2 separate regions of the Sus scrofa genome follow, and region 2 is linked to region 1. The links are chromatin contacts, called in public Hi-C maps. All regions are on one chromosome and are shown on one strand. Each heading gives the region's core, a stretch centred on a gene start, on an enhancer-like site or on the middle of the called end of the contact. The rest is flanking DNA. Distances are from core to core; before and after follow the strand shown.

What was found. A called contact is a pair of places that touch in the nucleus more often than the background predicts.
Region 2: a contact with region 1 is called in a Hi-C map of skeletal muscle, with 3 times the contacts expected there. The contact joins two enhancer-like sites. A contact is called at or near these places in 1 of 47 Hi-C or Micro-C datasets (skeletal muscle) and 1 of 2 datasets of contacts at active chromatin or transcription factors (skeletal muscle).

The regions. Positions count from the first base shown.
Region 1 is chr16:48,880,550-48,883,636 of Sscrofa11.1, forward strand. All of the region lies in intron 2 of ZNF366 (zinc finger protein 366), which reads right to left. Among named protein-coding and RNA genes, the nearest start is that of TNPO1, 170 kb to the right of the region's middle. Within about 2 kb of position 1,417, at least 5 of the 83 cell types and tissues checked have an H3K27ac peak or open chromatin away from gene starts, as enhancers often do. A contact at or near this core is called in skeletal muscle, where this site is marked.
Region 2 is chr16:49,009,170-49,012,256 of Sscrofa11.1, forward strand. All of the region lies in intron 2 of ZNF366 (zinc finger protein 366), which reads right to left. Among named protein-coding and RNA genes, the nearest start is that of TNPO1, 38 kb to the right of the region's middle. Within about 2 kb of position 1,567, at least 3 of the 83 cell types and tissues checked have an H3K27ac peak or open chromatin away from gene starts, as enhancers often do. A contact at or near this core is called in skeletal muscle, where this site is marked.

The DNA.
Region 1 (3,087 bases), core at 167-2,666:
CCATGCTTCCTTACTTAGCACACGAAATGATGATCAGTTAAAATAACACAGATTGGAGCTCCCGTCGTGGCGCAGTGGTTAACGAATCCGACTAGGAACCATGAGGTTGTGGGTTCGATCCCTGGCCTTGCTCAGTGGGTTAAGGATCCGGCGTTGCCGTGAGCTGTGGTGTAGGCTGTAGACTCGGCTCGGATCCTGCGTTGCTGTGGCTCTGGCATAGGCTGGTGGCTACAGCTCCGATTAGACCCCCTAGCCTGGGAACCTCCATATGCTGCAGGAGCAGCCCTAGAAAAGGCAAAGAGACCAAAAAAAAAAAAAAAAAAAAAAAAAAAAAAAAAAAACACAGATTGACAATGAACAAATCTTGCCATACCACTCCTTCTTGCTCTCTGTAGCAGTAATGCTAGACTCCTTAGAATCATGGTTTAGAAATTCTGCACTTGAATTTTAGCAAAGGATGTGACAGGTCTTCATGATGGATGAGAGGGGAAATGTGAATTCAATCACAGTACATGAATTTATAATTTGATCAGAGTGATGTTCAATGCCAATATTTTGGAAGCTCTGTCCTTGGCCTGGTTCTAATTTTTGAAGCAATGACTTGAATGAGAGTAGTGATGGCAGCTGATAAAATCCATGGGTGGCATAGAGCTTTAAGGGAATGGCTATTATATTTGGGGGCAAGACCAGGATCCAAAAAGATCTCAGCAGACTAAAAGGAAGGGCAGGTCCAACCTGACTAATATTTAATGGCTCTGCTCTTTGTTGTTGGGTCCTCTGCATTCTCCTTCTAAGGTTAGCAACAAAAACATCATGCCAGTACAGAAGGCTGAATATCAAGTTCAAGAGCACCTGCTTTGGAGTCAGACCTCTTTAGGCAAGTCTCTACTCGTATAAGCTTCAGCCAACCCACAGTATGGACTAAGGATACTTACTACATCACTGGATTGATGTGAGGATTAAATGAGATGCAAAAGATGCAAAGCATTTAGCACATTTCCTTGCCCATAATAAGCACTCAACAGATAATAACTATATATAGCTACACACACACACACACACACGCACACGTGCTCACACACACACAGTGGCTTAGCAGGAGCCTATGTAAAAAAGACTTGTAGTTTTAATTGACTCCAAGTTCAATGTGAGCCAATGATATGATGTGGCCTCCAAAAATAACTGATTCAACTTCAGCTGTCTTTAAAGAGCCATGGCAGGCCAAATATGTGAAACAACAACTCTTGCCAGATTCCGCATGGACAGACCACAATCGAGCCTCATATTCTGATCCCAATATCTTACCATTAGAAAAGGCTTTATAAACTTAAACCTATCCTGCTAGGAAATAAGAGCACTTAAAACCATGGCCTATGAAGAACCAGACTTGTTTAGCCTGGAGGGAAGGCTACTTAAGGGCATCAGGACAGCTGTTTCAAATATTTTTAGGACAGTCACATGGGAGAGGGATAAGTGTGGTTCAATGTGAAGTCAAACTGGCATAAAAAACCTTTCTATATAGGAAATGTCAGGGGCTTGGAAGAGGCACTAATTGACTGAAAGTACAAACAATAATAATTAAATAAGAGGTTTCACTTTACTTTGAAGAAAGCCTAGTTCAGTTCAGCCTTGAGTCATTTGCTCTTTTTTTTTTTTTTTTTTTTTTGATCATTAAGCATGGAGGATCATCTCTCTGAAAAAGCCTTTTCCAGAAATGTTGATTGGCTTTGAAATTAGGTACACACATCATCATTGCACTTTCAGGGGGTGAAAATTAAGTAAAGGAAAGACACTTCAGTAATTTTCCCAGGTTTGAAGGGAGATTAGAATTCACCACTCCATTTTTCTCACTCTTCACACATCTGTCTGCTGAAATCAATGGGTTTTGATACCTCTTCTCTCAATTAGCCACCTTAGAATCATGAACATGGCAATGGTGGGATAACATCCCACCACTCCACCTCCGTTTAAATTGTGTTTATTTGTATACACTTGATTTTCAAAACTAAATGTCCTGGAAAAGGGTTATGAAAGCATTTTGGTAAAGAGATATGCTCTTAGCTACCGTGAAACCCAGAGCAATATATGAGGACTGCAGTTCAAATGTGCATGGTTTCTTGAACACCATCTCAAATTCTCATTTGTGCATTGCTGTGAATACTCTTTCTGTTTTAAAATAAGCTATATTTCTCAAGGAACCAGAATCAAGTGATTTGTATTCCAGTCAAATACAGGGCTTTGATGGAATGGGCTCAGATTTCTCTCACCTGATCACTGCATCTAAATGAGAAAAAATGGAATCCCATTCACAATGCAAATATTATAGAAAACCAGAAATCATTCTGCCTTATAATCAAAACCAGAAAGCTGTTATTGTAGCTCTGCACCATTTCCAGAGACCATTAATTCACTGCAGAAACTCTGTCCTAAAATGAAAGTCTGGGCAGAATGACATTGTTTTTGCTAAAGAATCACTTTGTCTTAGTGGCATCATTTCTAAGGCCAAGGATAAAATTGCTTAACAATAGCTAATTAATTTGAGTACTTCTGTTCTGGACACATATTTGTTTCAGAACAAAAACTTAACTTCGGTCAATACCAGGCAGAAATTAAGTAATTAGGACAATTACTACCCTGACGACATTTATTAGAGATGGGAAATTAGAGTGCTTTCTTGAGTTAATATGATATTTTATAATCACTATGAACTTCTTGAGGTAAATCTAATAGTATGACTATTGATTCTGAAATATTTAAAATATCATTTGAAGTTTCCCTCAGGACTTTTTTAAATTCTTCCACAAAACGTTATTTGGCAGCAACCTTCAAAGGATCCAACAGTGATTTTGAATTATATTTATTATTAGCTCCATAATCAGCCAACATATTAAAAAGAGCAAAGGCAGTAACTTGGACCACTTGGGCATTGGCATCAAGTTTCAAAATTACATTTGGCTCTTATATAGGCTAACAGATTTGGTGAAGATTTGATTCCAATTCTGTTTTGTGTTGTTTTGTTTTATTTCAATTTTCTACCAATGATTTCCCAAGTTTCAGACAGCACAAAAGTTAAAAATCAAAATAGTT
Region 2 (3,087 bases), core at 317-2,816, 130 kb after region 1:
CAGAGTGATCTGGGAAAGACTTAATGAGGCCCTGAACCAAGTCATTAGCAGTGGAAATAAAGGAGGAAGAGATAGATATGGAAGATGCTTCGGAGGCAGAATCCCCAAGAGATACGTGCAAAGTGTGCAGTAACATAAATAGCCAACGAGGGTTACTGCCCCAAAAGACTTGATGGATGGAGCCAAGCCACGAGGCTCAGCTTGCTTAGCAATTCAACATAAAATATCTAGACAGTATGCAAGGGACCGCTGTAAATGGTACCATATGTGGGGTATCACAAGAGTGATCAATGTGCAGAGGATCTGGCAAGTCAAACAACCTCAGGACAGATGATTAGTACTTGTTTAAAGCTTAACAGAAGAGGACAGCTTGAATTTCTAGTACTTGAGATCAGTTTTTATCACAACCCTGCACAATGCCACACATCATGTGTTGACAGATTTTTGTTAACTCCGACAGCTGACTGTTTTAGAAGACATTTGGCAGCAGGGGGAGGGTCCAGCACAGCAGACCATATAAATACATGAGAAGAACGTAGAAGCCTGTAAATATAAGTCAAGGTGAAAGGTTAGCTATGTTCAAGATGAAAAGTGTTCTGAAAAATAAAACTGCTGCTTGTCCTCGTGTGTTCTTGGTAGAGAATTGCTCAGAGGCAAAAATGACCTGTTTTCATGAAAAAGTAATAATCCAGGTACAGGCAATGCAGCTTCATCCAGGGCCCTGGCAAGGAAGCGGATGCAAAAGTTGAGGAAAGGGTTCCTCTGCCCTAGGGCCAGAGTCCCAAAGTGAAGGCTGCAGACAGGGATTCCATGAAGCTGGTAGGGAAAAGGGAGAATGAAGCAGTGTGTTGTTGATGTTCCCGATGGGCCGGTTTGTGGGCACACGTGAAGCCAGGCTCCTTTGGGATAATCACAAAAATTTGTGGAGGGAACTTTGCCAGGAGGGTGAGTTACAGGAACTTTGAGTTGCCACGGTTGCAACTGAAAAGAACACAAGGTTTTAGCCCACCTTTGTAAGTCCTTCCAAAGAGCATCTCTTTTTTGGTCCTCATTTTCTCTTGAGAGTTCTCCAGCAAAGGAGACAGAAAAATCACTTGACATCAAATTAACCTCTACAGAGTTGCAGGAAATCCCTAGTCAAGTCAGCCTTTTAGAATATTATTTTAGAAAACTATCCCTCATTTTAATCTGATATATTTGCATTTGGGTTACTCCACAGTATTAAAAAAATAATAAGGCTTTCAAGACAACAAACAGTACTAGTTAATGTGGTAGTCAGTCTCCAAGATGACTTCCAAATCATTCTTATCCTGGTATTCACGCCTTTGTGTGGTCGCTTCTCACAATATACCATGGTTGGTCCTTGTGACAAACAGAATACAATGGAAGTGACAGTGTGTGACTTTCAAGTCTATTTTAAATAAAAAACACTGCCACTTCTTCGTCATTTTCTCTTGGATTACTCATGCTGGGGAAACCAGCCATTCTGTCTTGGGGACTTCAAAGCAGCCCTATAGAAAGATTCAAGTGGTGAGGAATTCAAGTCTCCTGCCAACAGACAGAATTAACCTGCCAGCCATCTGAGTAAGCCACCCTAGACAAGGATCTTCCAGCCCTCATCAAGCCTTCTGAAGACAGAAGCTCTGGCCAACATTTTAACTGCAAACTCACAAGAGATTCCAAGCCAGAACCACTCAGCTCAGCTGCTCCTCAATTCCTGACCCTTAGAAATGTTGTGGAACAATAAATTAGTATTATTGCTGCAAGTTTGGAAATAATTTGTAAGCCACAATATTTAACTTATATACTTAATTTATATCCACATGAGCAAGACAACTCACCAAAGTCATCCTCCCCAAACAAAGAGATCAACACCACATGGGCTTTATTGTCCATCTTTGGTCAAAGCAAATTTCCGGCACTAAAGCAAATTGCTGGCAATTTTTAAAGTCAGTCACATTTTTGTCTCCTCTTAGAGACAATAATGTTCAGAAATATTAAGATATAAGTTCAAGATACCCATTTACCCTATAGTACAAAGTCTGCTAAATTAATTTTTTAAAGCAGGCAAAAGATTAGTCTAGACAGTATCAATGGATTAAACCACTGAATTGAATGATCTGACTGGAGAGAGAAGGCCAAAAAAAAATCTGACAGTAACTTGACTTTAGGAAAAGAAAACTATAATAAAATGCTACTATTAAAGAAAAACAGTGCATTTTCTAAAGTGAAATACCTAGAGCAACATAAACACATTCGGAAAGTCTTATTGAAAGCCCAAGGGAAATGCTGGCCTCTACATAAGGTGAGGAGCTTGAATACATTTCAGACTATCTACAATGTTATAAGTATATCGAGATGTTTCAGTTATCACACACATGAAAGATGATAATCAGTACTAAAGACAACTACCCATGTTTTGGAGAATCTGAAGATGAGAGTGTTAAGTTGTCATCATGTGTAACTTTGTATTGTAGTTCATGCTTCATGTATCTGTCTCTTAGTCTAAATTATAAACTCCTAGAAGGTAGGGACTCAGTACCTAGCTCAATCTACCTGCCCGCAGTTAGTGAGTTAATCTGAGTTCCCTAGAAAAAAAAATGAATCTGAAGCAAGACTTTATTGGCAGTTATAATCTGAGAGCAGCAAAAATGAAGGGAAAAACTGAGTGACAGGAGGATGGAAGAAAATGTAAGGTAATTCACTGACCACACTGGCTATTAGTCTATAACAAGCAATAGTTTGACTGATGTTCCCTCTTGGCCATGCAGACATGTCTGGACAGATTATGTGGAAAAAATCTGACTCAGAACAGTCTAGGGGAAAAATGGAGAGGGAATTTGCTAGTTCCATCCTGACTTCTACTTCCCACTGATCAAAGTTTGTTTTATGAGGATTTTATCCCCCTGAACACCTAGGCTGTGGCCCTTTCAGTAACCAACAAGGAAAAATATTTCATACCTCATACAAATCTGGACTTCATAAGAGGGGCCAAAGATTTTAGGCATTAGTCTTGAGTAGCAGAAATGCATGACCCCCACATAGTCCTTTACCACAGTGGCAATGGCAATGCCACAAAAACCCAAG